Regions from separate parts of the Zea mays genome. Here regions 2 and 3 are each linked to region 1. The links are chromatin contacts, called in public Hi-C maps. All regions are on one chromosome and are shown on one strand. The core of a region is the stretch at or near the end of the contact, and the rest is flanking DNA. Distances in the headings are between cores, read along the strand shown.

Region 1 (4,264 bases), core at 1,024-3,523:
ACAAAATAGCTAAATAAATACATCATACAATGGCCTAGACCTCTCACGAACTCACCGCAGCATCCTTCATGCTCCTCATCTTGTGGTTCCTATTCTTGACCTAGGTGTGAGTACAACAAGAGTGAGCTCACATACATTCATCGCTCAACAAGTTGTGGAAAATAATGCGCATGAGCTCGCTTAAGATGTGGGCTCATGTGAAGTGTAAGGCTTACCAAGAGGAATGATTAAGGTTGAGCGTTGCTTTTAAAGTTGGTCAAAAATTTATTGGCAGTTACTAAGTATAAGTAGATACCAACCTAATTAGATAATTGATCAAAATTAATAATAACAACCCACAATACAATGCAAATGATAGATTAAGTTTAATTCCATAAATGACTCATGTGAGGGTCCGAGCCGCTCATGACCGTGAGCACGACTGATATACCGGTTTTACACTCTGCAGAGGTTGCACATCTTTACCCACAAGATGGGTTTTCCGTATAGCCAGGGTTTGTAAGACCCTTAGACACTCCCAAGGTGAATGGTTAGGGATCGAATACGAGACCTTTACAAAGTTCCACTAGATGAGAGAACCCGCTATGGATTTCGGACCGAAGGCGATATAGTAATCCATCGTCCGAGAAGCTTTACAGACAATCCGACTCGAGGACCTCCCTATACCTGCACTCCTCCACCCCACTTTCCCCATTCAGAAAAGTATCAAGTCACACTAGCTTTCCTAATTAATCAGGCAAGGGCGTCCCATTCCACCCTTGTGGTAGCACTGTTTTCCCGGGTGGTCGCTCCATTTTCCTATTAACACAATAAACTTATCATGAACAATAATGGAGCCAACAATAATAATAAAGCATGGTCATAGTTCATTTGTTTGCAAGGTCCAACAAAACTAGGGTAACCTATTGGGTCGCATCAAGTTAACTTGAGCATGTCACAGTGATTGACAAGAACATTATTAGGTAAACAAAAGTGATTAAGGGCACAACTTGCCTTATACTTGCGATAACTTTGTAGTCCAGATGCTGTCCCAAAAGTTGGGCTCCAGATTCCTCGTCACCTCGCTTCTAGGTAGCAATACAATCAAACAAATAATGGATATGGTAACAATACACCAATACATGGAAACATAATGCGTAAGAATATTGTACGTGATGCTACGAGACCGTAGGTTCGAGAATCACTAAATTCAGAGTTACGATTAAAAGGATATAGTTTTCGGGAGACCTACATATTTAACTAATTAAAACTAGGTCTTATGTTTGATTTTATAAATCATGTGAGAAAGGTATTAAAGAATTAACTAATTCAACTTTAATATAGGTTACATCTTGGTTCGAGATCATCTTCTAGTCAAACTATAATTTTAGACATATTACTTTGATTAGAAAGATTACTCTACTATACTAGGATAAATAAATATGTAATTACAAAAGTATGTGACATGTCACAAATATTTTTGTAAATGTATAGACAATTTTATTACGAAGCTAACACAACTGGAATGAGTCAAATTGGAGTTAAAATGCTAAAGTTATAGAGTTTACAATTTTCTAGGAATTTTTAATATTTATTTTATACCTAAAATAGCCTTAAGGGATCAATCTGAAAATTCTGGATTTATTTTTATTTGTTTTCTTACTGAAAATAGATGGCAGGTTTATTTATTAAAACTTTAAGGTCTCTTTTGCAAATCTATTTGGCTGAAGGTGTATGGGGGATTTCTGGCCATTAGATCTTCACCACGATGAAACGACAAGGTAAATCTCAAATTTATCATGTATTTTCAAATGATATAAAATTCGGATACGAATAATTTTTTGACATTTTTTCTCTAGAGAGCAAATAATACATAAAACAAATTATACAAAATTTTATTCTTATTTATAATAATATGTTCAATAACATAAGAAAAAATCAGCATCAAATTTCATATATATCTATATTAAAATATTAAATTTATGCTAATAATTTGGATACCCATTTTATCATCATCTTATTCCGATATGGTATTTCCTGCAATCAAACACATGCCCAGGGAACGCTCGCACCCGAAGATTGGCGTAACCGAACCGATGCGACCTTTGGCCCGTTTCAAAATGAAATGGGCCGGTCAATGCGCGGCCCATCCGGCCGATGATATCACGACCCAGCGTGCATCCTATGAAACCTCTGCCCCGGGGCTAGGGTTTCCTCCCAGCCGTCATCGCTTCACGTCCGCTACAGACCGGCGAGGAGACGAAAGGTAAGCCACCCACTGCCGCCGCTCTCGTTTCACCCCATTTCGTCCGGCCGTCTAATTCGTTGGCCGGCCCGTTCTGTTCGTGGAAGCGCTCGGATCTGCTCTGTATATGCTTGTTCTCGTTCGGTTTTGCCGGTCGGAGTTGTCTCGCGAGGCGTAGCTTGTGCGTCAGGCTCTCTTTTGCCTTGTAGATTTCCTGCATCTGCTCTTACTGATAGCTTTTGCTGTTAATCTTGAGAGAGTTATGCCACGAGTCTCTTTGATATTCTATTGGGGTAATGATATGTGGGGATACTGTAATGTTTCTGATATTCTTGCTATGGTTGGTTTGGGCATGAAGTAGAATTTGTAATGGTGCTTTTAGGATCCTGTTTTTGGTGCTAACTCTGTCAACACTAGACTGAGAATTGTTGTTAACAAGTAGCTTTCATGTTGCACGACAAGATCCTTCTGTGTTTCATTCCAGTTCTCATGATTTTATTTCTTTTTTGCATCTTCATCCGCCTGACATAATGGTCTTTATCTACTTGCAATTCAGGAGGGAGTTTTGAGAAGCTCAAATGGCTCCTAAAGGTACATGCCTGATGTTGCATATCTATTTCTATGTTTGCCACACTTGATCAGTACATGCACTGTGCCAGCCTTTAAATTGCTGTAAATTGAGTGCTCAGTGTTAGGTAGTTCCTACTTCCTTTGCAGGTGTGTCGCCATTGTTGAATTGTATCAGGTATTAATTGGTAATTGGTACATTTTTAGCACTCTGATATAACCACTACCTGTCCTTTGCACTCGTTCCTTGACCCATGGGAGTCGTCCCAAAAGGGAGAGTATATAATTGGCTGACTCTAATTACCATATTGTCTCATGAATACTGCTAGGATCTCTAATGCAATCATATCAATTTATTGGTAGGCTGTATATTGTTGGGCATAACCAGTAATCACCATGCTAAACTTCATGAACTATTTGATTTGATAGGCTTACTGTAAGTATGCATGACCTGACTATTTTGTTGTTTGATTAGCCGCTCCTGCCAAGAAGGGTGATGCCAAGGCCCAGGCCTTGAAGGTGGCCAAGGCTGTGAAGTCTGGGGCAGGCAAGAAGAAGACCAAGAAGATTCGCACATCTGTAACATTTCACCAGCCCAAGACCCTGAAGAAGGCCAGGGACCCGAAGTACCCAAGAATCAGCACTACTGGAAGAAACAAGCTTGATCAGTACCAAATTCTCAAGTACCCCCTCACCACAGAATCTGCAATGAAGAAGATTGAAGATAACAACACTCTGGTCTTTATTGTTGACCTCAAGGCAGACAAGAAAAAGATCAAGGCTGCGGTCAAGAAGATGTATGACATTCAAGCAAAGAAGGTCAACACCCTGATCAGGTTAGCGCTTTGCTCCAGTGTTATTTTTTGTGCATAATTTGTTATTTTGTGCAACTGAGTGATTCTTGATGTGTCCATGCAGGCCTGATGGGAAGAAGAAGGCTTATGTGAAACTGACACCCGACTACGATGCCCTTGATGTGGCCAACAAAATTGGCATCATCTAAGTTAATAGGCAACTGGATTCGACATCTGTGTCCTACTAGTTCTGAGCATACCAACAGATTTTTCTATGTTACTAGTAATTTTGTTTGTCATATTTGGTTTTTTTGCAACTAAGTCTTGTTCGCAGTTGCAGACTACATATGCCTGTATTGAGATCCTGGTTGCCAAATTAACCATCTTGAACTGGCATTATTCCACTTTACGTATAATGGCTGAATCTGTTGTGGCGTTGTGCGAACATGATTGATCACCCTGCATAGTTTAGTGGACTATTGCTAAATACAATATCTCTGTTTATTTGCTATCAGTAACCAACCTGTATAGATTGTAGCTGAATTTTGTCGAAATTTGCAGTCAACCTTGATCTATATGATTACACTCTGATTTGTCTAGATAAGCATTGTGATATAGTACATGAGAAGCTTTGTCACTCCTCACTTCACTTGCATGTCATGGTTTGGTAAGGGGGTGT
Region 2 (4,264 bases), core at 659-3,158, 160 kb after region 1:
ATAATCAAACAGAACACACCTGTCCCATCTATACTTTAACCAAAAACGAAGTATTATAAGATTCCTATGAGCATAGAGGTTGCAACTCCTAAGCTGGGCAACCTTGGATTCTGTATGTGGCCTTATTGCCCCTGAACACAAATATTATGTGATTTAACAATAGTGTTTACCAATAAATGTTAGTTCAGAATCAAAAGAACATTAGATTTGTATATGATCAATCAGATAGAAGAGGCTAAACTACTAAGCAGATTTCAAGCTACTACAAGACCGCGGAGACAAGATTAGCACCCAAATTACATGCAAAACTTGAAAACAGTACACCTAGACAAGTCTTTTAAACTAGCCTTTGAACATTCAGTCCAAAAAGCACATTAAATTAACTAATCACCATGCAAAAGTTCCAACTAGTTTGAACTTTCAAGCTACAAGGTAAAACAATCCTAAGCAATACCTTAAAACCCTACACGTTTGGGTTGGCAACACTAATCAACTAAATGGTGTGTCATGTTGGTAATAAGAGATAAAAGCATATACTGCAACCAAATCTATACTATATTAAAGCACCAGTTTTCTTGGTTCCGCGATTCCACCGTCATCACTTTTACAAAAAGTCTCATATATTTCTTTGTAATCAACCCGCCATCCCTCTGACTCGGTCGGATCTCCTGTGTCGTCCCCCTCCCCACAGGCGTGGCGAGCGTCGCCAGTGAAATATAAAAAAAATAAGTCACCAGGACAGGGATTCGAACCATGGTCTCTAGGAAGAGAGCACTCACCTCTGACCACTACAACTCATATTGGATTGTATTGTACAAAGAAATCCTATATTATATATAGAAACTGTAGCGATACACAAGCAACTAACTAGACTCTATTATATAAATCACCAGTTTCTACCTTCCACTGTCGTCGTGTGTCACCCTTTCCCTTCAGTTCACCTATCCTTTCCCCCCATATTTAAATGGTACAAAAACTAAAAATTATGCACCAATGGGGATTTAAACTGTGGTTATTGGCTCCAAACACAAATTCATACCCACCTAGCCAACACAATACGGACATCTGTGTTTTATACTCAAGCATAAATAGAAACCATAGCGTAAGGACACCTAACTAGTAACACGTTACAGGACACTTAGGCAGCGTGTTTCATCTGCACATACCTCACCTCGCTGGCATAAAACGATGGTAAAGAAATCATCAAGATGCACATATATGTGCCGCATGAAGTAGAATAAAAGCCAGGCATGACCTGTGTCTAGCTTCGTAGTTCCAATTTCCACAATCGAACCAAGGGGCAGGTCAATGCATTAGACAAATCCTTTGTACAATGTACTACTAACCCTAAACGAAACCACCAAATAAAGAAATCCTCGTTAGAACTACCAAAATCGGAGCAAATGAGAGGATCCGGGCCACCAACGCATCTAAGAAAGAGATGAATCGATCGAACCCTAACTGGATCCCCCAGCCAGCCAGCAGCAGGAGCAACCCCGATCCGACCAGATCTGGGTGAGGGGGACGAAACGCAGCCGAACGAGCTAGCACAGAAGGGGACCGGAGGCTTACTGGTAGGTGCCGACGACGGGGGTGAGGAGGAGCGTGGCGGAGATCCAGTTCTCGGTGACCTTGTGGTGGATCTTGGTGGTGATGTCCTTCCACAGCCCCGGCATTACCTTCTGCTGGAAGGGCGACAGCGCGTACACGACCGCCTTCATCCGCACCGGCGTCTTCCCCATGTTCCCCCCGCGTCGCCGGTTGTCTTCCTCCTCGGGACGGGATGCTCCGATCGCCTCACGCACGCGGCACGCCGATCGGTGGCTTCTGCTTCTGGATCGTTCGCTCGGCGGAACAACTGGGCTAGGGTTCGGTATATCGGTCAGAGATTCGATTGGGCCGGGCAAGTATTTTTGGGCCAACTGCAACGAATGGTGCTCGCTTGTTGGACACGGCTCAATTTACAGTAGAACCTGGAGTGCAAAAGTTTCATCATGTTGCCTTCGTTTGCTTCGTCCAATTTTCAGAATCCAAAATGGCAAAATTGGACACCGAAGATCTCTGAACTTACAGACAAAAATGTTATACTTTGTGTTGAGCCCACTTGGGAAGCGGACGGTCCGCCATAGTAGGCCGAGCAATCCACGGTGGTGGCGCAGACGGTTCGCGCGTGCGCAGAATTATTTAAGATTCCGAGTTTTTTTGCGGGATTTATTAGTTAAATTTGTAGAATTAACTCGAAAAACTACTTGTAATGGGTCCAGACCTCCTCCTTTATATAAATGAAGGGCTACGATCGATTGAATCCCCACAATCAATCAATTCAAATCTACTTAATCTTTTTTACCTTATGCATTACGAGTGGCTCTAGTTTAGCCCTAGTTTAGCCCCACTCTACCTCAAATCTTCATCTCTCTTCGGCTCTACGTCAACTAGAGACGTCTTGGGTGGCCTGCTGACGGCAAGACACACTCTAGGATCTCTTCTCCCCTATGGGTCCCTCTCGGGAGGTGAGATATAGGTATGTTGCGAAGAAGAAGACCCTCTGCGCCATCGCGAACCGTTCGAGCCCCGGGAACGGGCCGTCCGGACGTACGTAGAGGAGGAGTTGCTCCTGCGCTAGGTCGTGGACCGTCCGGCCATGTGCCACGGACCATCCGTTCCTTCGCAGAGGGCACCGCCAAGCGATTTGTTCCAGTGTTTGGTGCCCAGATCGGCACCAACACTTTGCACTCACGGAACCACTTATGAGGGTCAATTTGGTAGACGAGAATTGGAGGTGATCCATATGGAAGAAATTTGAATAGAAAAGGAATTCATCCTTCATGGATCCCCTCCATTTCTTTATCCACCGAACCAGCCCTAAGAGGCTCTCTAATTTCTCCTCTCTTGCATCTCCTACCGCCTTGACCCAGGGTCGGCTCTCAGCCTAAAGGCATATACAACTCAACTAAATGAGAGGGCTCTTGAGGGTCTCTAGAGTGCTAAGTGAAAAAAAATCAAGAGACGAGCTCTTCGTAAAGAGTTTGTCTCTATACATATTGTGTCTTAATTGTATTTACTATCTAAAGGCTCGGTGTTATATTATACTATCTCTTAGTTATCTCTTGTATTTATAAAACCGTTCCGGAGACTCAGGGTTGTACATGCCTTAAGAAAGAGGGGTGATCGTCTAGAGCCTAAGCATTAAGGATGTGTTTGGTATAAGGTCAAAGTAGGATAAGGCTGGGGCGACATCATCTCCTCATTTTTTTGGACCACGCCGCCACCAAAATTGCTCTGATGTTCACCTCGCCATCACGTGACTCTCATCCAAACACTATAGAAAATGTGGCCGCCCACTTCCATCCCTCCTTATACATCCAACCAAACACACCATAAAAGAATCCCAAAAAAATTCTAATATCATGTTAGTATGCTCGATCCATTTCCTAGGCAGCCACGAGAGGCCTCGACTCCACATACGCAAATAGAGTGGCAATCACGATTCACGCTGAGTTGCCAACATATGTTGTCCTGCTTAGCGATGCTGCTTCGTTGACATGATTGTGTCCAACATCATCTTCTCGGGATAAATCACGCCACCGCTAATTAGTTCGCCAATGGGTAGACAGGTTAATTAAATTTGTTCTTATGGCTTGGTTAGTGTTGGCGCTCTTTTTTGGGCCAATTACCTAACCTAGCCCATCCTGATTCCGCTCGCAAGGAGCAAATACTCAGAGTATTCTTTGCATGAGCATGGACCGTCCACCTTAGACGCTTGGACCATTCGCGACTTGCGCAAAGGGTTCGCTCTTCTTTGTAGGGCGGTGAACCGTCTGCTCAGGGCGTCCGAATCGTCCACGCGTGCGTAGAGGCTGTGATGATCTTCTACAAAACATGAATCTTGTCCTCGAGAGGGGCCATGTTAGGAGGAAAGATTCTAGGCTTGTCAGGCCACCCCTCTAAACAACGTCAAGCCAAGGAGAGCTGAAGATTGGGGATGAAGAAGACTAATCTAAACTAAGTCACTGCTACTCCTAGGGTAAGAATGTAAAATAACTGGTAAATAAATTGATTTCATTGATTAGGCAATGCCTCAATCGACTGTACCCCATCATATATATAGGGATGAAGGTCTAGACCCGTCCCAAGATGCTTCCCAATAGATTCTCGTGCCATTAGCTAGATAAGCACGTGCGGGGGTAAGGACACTCGCCTGAATTAATCTAATTGTGGATTGTCCGGACCACATGGTCAGACCGTCCAACCGTGCCTAGGTGCC
Region 3 (4,264 bases), core at 1,163-3,662, 160 kb before region 1:
CTTCCAAGACAGCAACAGATGACTTCCTCTCTGAAACCAGTGTTGTCATCCCCATCCATAAGAATATTTCAGTGCTGCAGTCCAGCATGTAACTTCTGTCTGAGTTCAGCATTTCTCTATCCAACGGGTGTGCCTCGAGTGGAACAAGGTTTTTCTTATTGATCCTGCAGGCAGGAAAGCATGCCAAACATGTCGCAGCAACTTCAGGGTTCAGGTTAGTTAAGCTTAAACTGAACAGGGGAGTAGTTACCAAAAAAGTTTCTTAGATGGTGCAGTTAGTGGCTCTTCCTTGATTGCGTCAGGTAGATCACGAGGAATAGGCGCATAGCCTCCAAACAAGTTCCAGAACTCTCCAGCATCAGAATCACCAACAAGCTTTCCATCCTCTACAATCAGTGACAATGTAAATAAAATTGGAGCTAGCATCTTTCCAGCCATTCTTTTGCAAAATCAACAGTCTATAGCTGTACCTATTGTCGCGATCTCACATCTTCCCAAGTGTCGATTCTCCTTCAGATGCTTAACAACATCCAACGCTTTAGCCCTTGTTTGCATACGAGAATTACAGCCACTGAAAAGGAAAAGCTTTGACGGCGTGTCCACTATAAAAACCGATTTGTGATCCAGAGAGGACCGTGAAAACGGAACCTGAGACAGGATTTGAAACACAACAGGTTGTCTTGCATCAGCACTCAGCAGGCACCAAGAAACGAATGAAAATCCTGAGATAGTATCTCTTCTTACTTGTGTGACACGAGCAACGTGCTCTCCTTGGCACCTAAACATCGTGGTCGCGCTGGATCTATCACCAGATCCTTTCAGGTGTGAAAAGAAGCGGCCTTGTATTGGGATGACACACGGTTTGAAGTATGACAAGAACTTGTCAGATTCTTCACCCTGTGTTTCCCTGTACTGGACCGTGCTGGAGCCCAGTGCTGCGTCCAACTCAACAGCCTTGTCCGAGGCCATGAAACAATCTTCCTAGGTGACCAGAACAGGGCAGAAACGAAGTCATAAGCAAAAGGAGGCACAGCAAAGCAAAATTGGGGGGTGGGGTGGCATTGTTGATGTATCAAGGTTCAAGAACACACACCTCTTTAGCCTCCTCCCCAACCCAGTAATGCACATCGTGTCTGCGAACCCCGGATTTCAGCTGAGTTGTCTGAGAAATCACAGAACATGTGAACTCAAGCGGCGTAAATAATTGGCAACAACCTGTACAATTTCAAAACTTGAGAGAAGAACTCGTGGACCGATACTTACGTTTAGTATGATGTAGGTGCTGCCGGTGTAGAACTTTCCGTGCTGAGATTTTGCAACTGGGACCACACTGCTCCCAAAGATGCACCAAATATCCAGCCCTCTGGAATGGGAACAGCATAGGTCATTTTAATTTTGGAGTTAAAATATCGATATCTATAACATCGAATAAATATACTATAAAAATATAATAATAATACTTAGTTGATATCATAGATAATATTATTTTATTATATAAATTTGGTCAAAATTTAAAAAAATTGACTCCCCAACAAACAAATTTGAGATGACTCGTAATTTGGGACGGAGGGAGCAGTAATTTAAGCTTTCAGTTTCCGCATCATGATAACCAATTCGCTCTAGCATCCCAGATTCACTTTCAGAATCATAAGGAGAGGCGTGAAATCATGCTTGGAGTAGTACATATAGTAAATTTTCAGGTTAATAATTGGTTGTTAAGCAAAAGCCAGCATGTTTTACATATAAAGGAAAAAAAAGGGAAAAAAGGGATATTCAAATGCAGGGCCAAATCTAGACTCTTGTCCTAGAGAGAAGAATACAACCGAACAGGACATAAAGAAGAAAACTGGAAGTATAATAGAGAGAGAGATAGAGAGAGGCAGAGCAGGACAAGAGGAAGGGACGCACGGCTTGTCGCCAGCGCCGAGGAACCCATCGTCGACGCCCTTCATGGTCGCCAGTCGCCGCCAAGTCGGCCGGGCCGGCGGCGGCCGCTGGAACGGTCGCAGGTGCAGCAGAGCAGAAGCAAGCAGGCAATGGAAGTGGGAGTTCTTTGCCGCAGTGCTGCTCGGCTCAGCTCGCCGAGCTCTTGCTTACTGCTGATTATTTTAAAAAAATGGCGAACTACCCGAGAAAGGGAAAGGTGAGCAAGCAGCTGGTATGCTCGTGGTCGAGCAACACAACACTTCACTGCGCTGCAGCTGCTGCAGTGCGCAGAGGAAGAGGGAGGAGAAAGGCAACAGCGAGACAGAACGGGGGCTCCACCACGGCACCACCGAACGAGCTCACATCAGTCGCCCTTGCTTTGCATTCAAGTCTGCAGCGTGCAACTTTTGATACCGTCTGCCGTTTGACTCGTGTCGACGTCGACGACGAGCCAGCCACTGGCGGAGCGGGTATATTTTTCTAGAAGCAATGGTGGCCTCTTCTAGCGCAGAGCAGAAATGGCGGAGGTTCCTCTGCCCTAACGTGTGGCCGCTAGCTAGGGTTAGATCCCACACGTCAGCCACAACTGGTCAGCTGTATACTCAGACGTTACGGTACTGCTGCCGAGCAGAAGTGAGCACAAATGGCTCATCCTCTTCAATTCTTAGGTTCTAAAACAAAAATAACTAAAATTTAGTCACTTAAGAGCTAAAGATCCAAATAAGAAAGGATAAAATTAATTAAAATAATAAAAAAAAGTATCAATTTAGTGAGCTTTAGTTATTTATGTTTAGATCTTTTTATCCTATGCGACTAAATTGTTTTAGCTCTTGAATCAAAACATGCCCTTCAACTGACTGTTAGTCCTCAAGGATTTGATATTTAGACATGCTACAAGGAGACTGGAGTAGTAACGTGGTAATAGTTTTACATCATTTTTTTTTACTTCTAAGAGCATTTCCAATAGCTCTTTAAAACTATGATTCTAATCTTTATTTTAGAGGAAAATAGAAAAAAAAACATGTCCAACAGTGACCTATATAGCCCTTGTATCTTCCGGCACGTGAATACTCGAAGTTCTACTTAGGGATGGATCCGGATATTTATTCGAATGTCATTTTTCTGGTCTTCTTTATTCGATTGTGAACAACTAACATATATAATTTGCTATGTAAATTTATATTCTTGTTTTAGCATTGAGACTATTAATCTTCAAAAAAATAAACATTAAATTCATTCTATATCTTTTTAAATAATTCATATAAAATTCGGATGTCTATCCGAATACGGATTCGGATGTTTTTTCACCTCTTTGTTGTAGGGAGAAAATAATGTACATAAAAAATTATACAAAAAATTATTAAATACTTCATAATATTCTTAATAAACTTGCCGAAAATTAACTTTAAATTTTAAGTATATCTATACTAAAATATTAGATTTGTGATACAATTCGGATATTTTAGGAACATCCCTACCCTAGTTCTACTGCACAAACTTTCGCAGCCGGCCAAGCTCATACCACCCGCTGACCCGCATGTGGTATCAGACGCAGGCGGATGCAGAGCAGTTGCGCGGGTGGCTAACGCAACGCACGGGACGCCACGCTGGCGCTCGCTTTTCTGCATATGTGCAGCGTACGATTTGTATTGCGGGGCAGCGAACAGAGCAGTGAACAAAAGTAAAATCGTGTTGACATTTCTTTACTATGTAGTTTGGTGAAAAGAAGACCTCAAGTTGGAATTGTGGGCTGAGAAAAAAGTAACTCATTAGATTTTTGGAAAAAATATTGGGAGCTATTGGGATAGTATCATCTTTTAGGATTTAAAATTTTTAGAGAGGTCCCAATTCTTATGCACTCGAGGAAATATTTTTTAGAAATTATTGAAGATGCTCTAAGCGGAGTACTCATATAAAATCAACGCAATGAGCTATATTTTGTGCCTTTTAGATTTATTTCCAAACAAAATAATGCATGCACCTTGTTAGAGTGAAGGCTGCCCACCCCTCGCTCGGCTCATTTAAAATGTGAACAGGACAAGTTACAACAGAGAGAGTGAAGTCTACCTCAACCAAGCGAAGATCTTGGGACAGAGGGATCGACCAGGACAGACGGAGGTCTTGTCGGCTCCCGAAGGCCCGACGCTCTAAGACGAAGGCTACAGTTATTACATATGCATGTTATTAAAGCGGGCCCATGCGGCTGACATCCTGGATCGTCTGACCTCACGTGTAAGCCTCAGTCTGGGTAGGATTGATGATGCGTCAATCCGGGGTGTACTTAACTATATTGTAATGACCTGTAATAACCCTTAAGGGGGATATTCTGGGATAACGT

What was found. A called contact is a pair of places that touch in the nucleus more often than the background predicts.
Region 2: a Hi-C map of leaf shows a contact between it and region 1, with 2.6 times the contacts expected there. The contact joins the promoter of LOC100193376 here to the promoter of LOC100280771 in region 1. A contact is called at or near these places in 6 of 25 Hi-C or Micro-C datasets (ear, leaf and tassel).
Region 3: a contact with region 1 is called in a Hi-C map of leaf, with 2.8 times the contacts expected there. The contact joins the promoter of LOC103630029 here to the promoter of LOC100280771 in region 1.

The regions. Positions count from the first base shown.
Region 1 is chr6:133,975,644-133,979,907 of Zm-B73-REFERENCE-NAM-5.0, reverse strand. It overlaps LOC100280771 (60S ribosomal protein L23a), which reads left to right and starts at 2,273. Exons shown (of 4, transcript NM_001153693.2): 1 at 2,273-2,405; 2 at 2,781-2,815; 3 at 3,267-3,627; 4 at 3,710-4,001. The coding sequence starts at 2,803. The coding sequence ends at 3,794.
Region 2 is chr6:133,814,446-133,818,709 of Zm-B73-REFERENCE-NAM-5.0, reverse strand. It overlaps LOC100193376 (ubiquinol-cytochrome c reductase complex ubiquinone-binding protein QP-C), which reads right to left and starts at 1,908. Exons shown (of 2, transcript NM_001317234.1): 1 at 1,573-1,908. The coding sequence starts at 1,742.
Region 3 is chr6:134,133,777-134,138,040 of Zm-B73-REFERENCE-NAM-5.0, reverse strand. LOC103630029 (villin-1) reads right to left here and starts at 2,412. Exons shown (of 20, transcript XM_008651124.3): 1 at 1,909-2,412; 2 at 1,264-1,363; 3 at 1,094-1,162; 4 at 745-981; 5 at 471-648; 6 at 251-386; 7 at 2-164. The coding sequence starts at 1,952.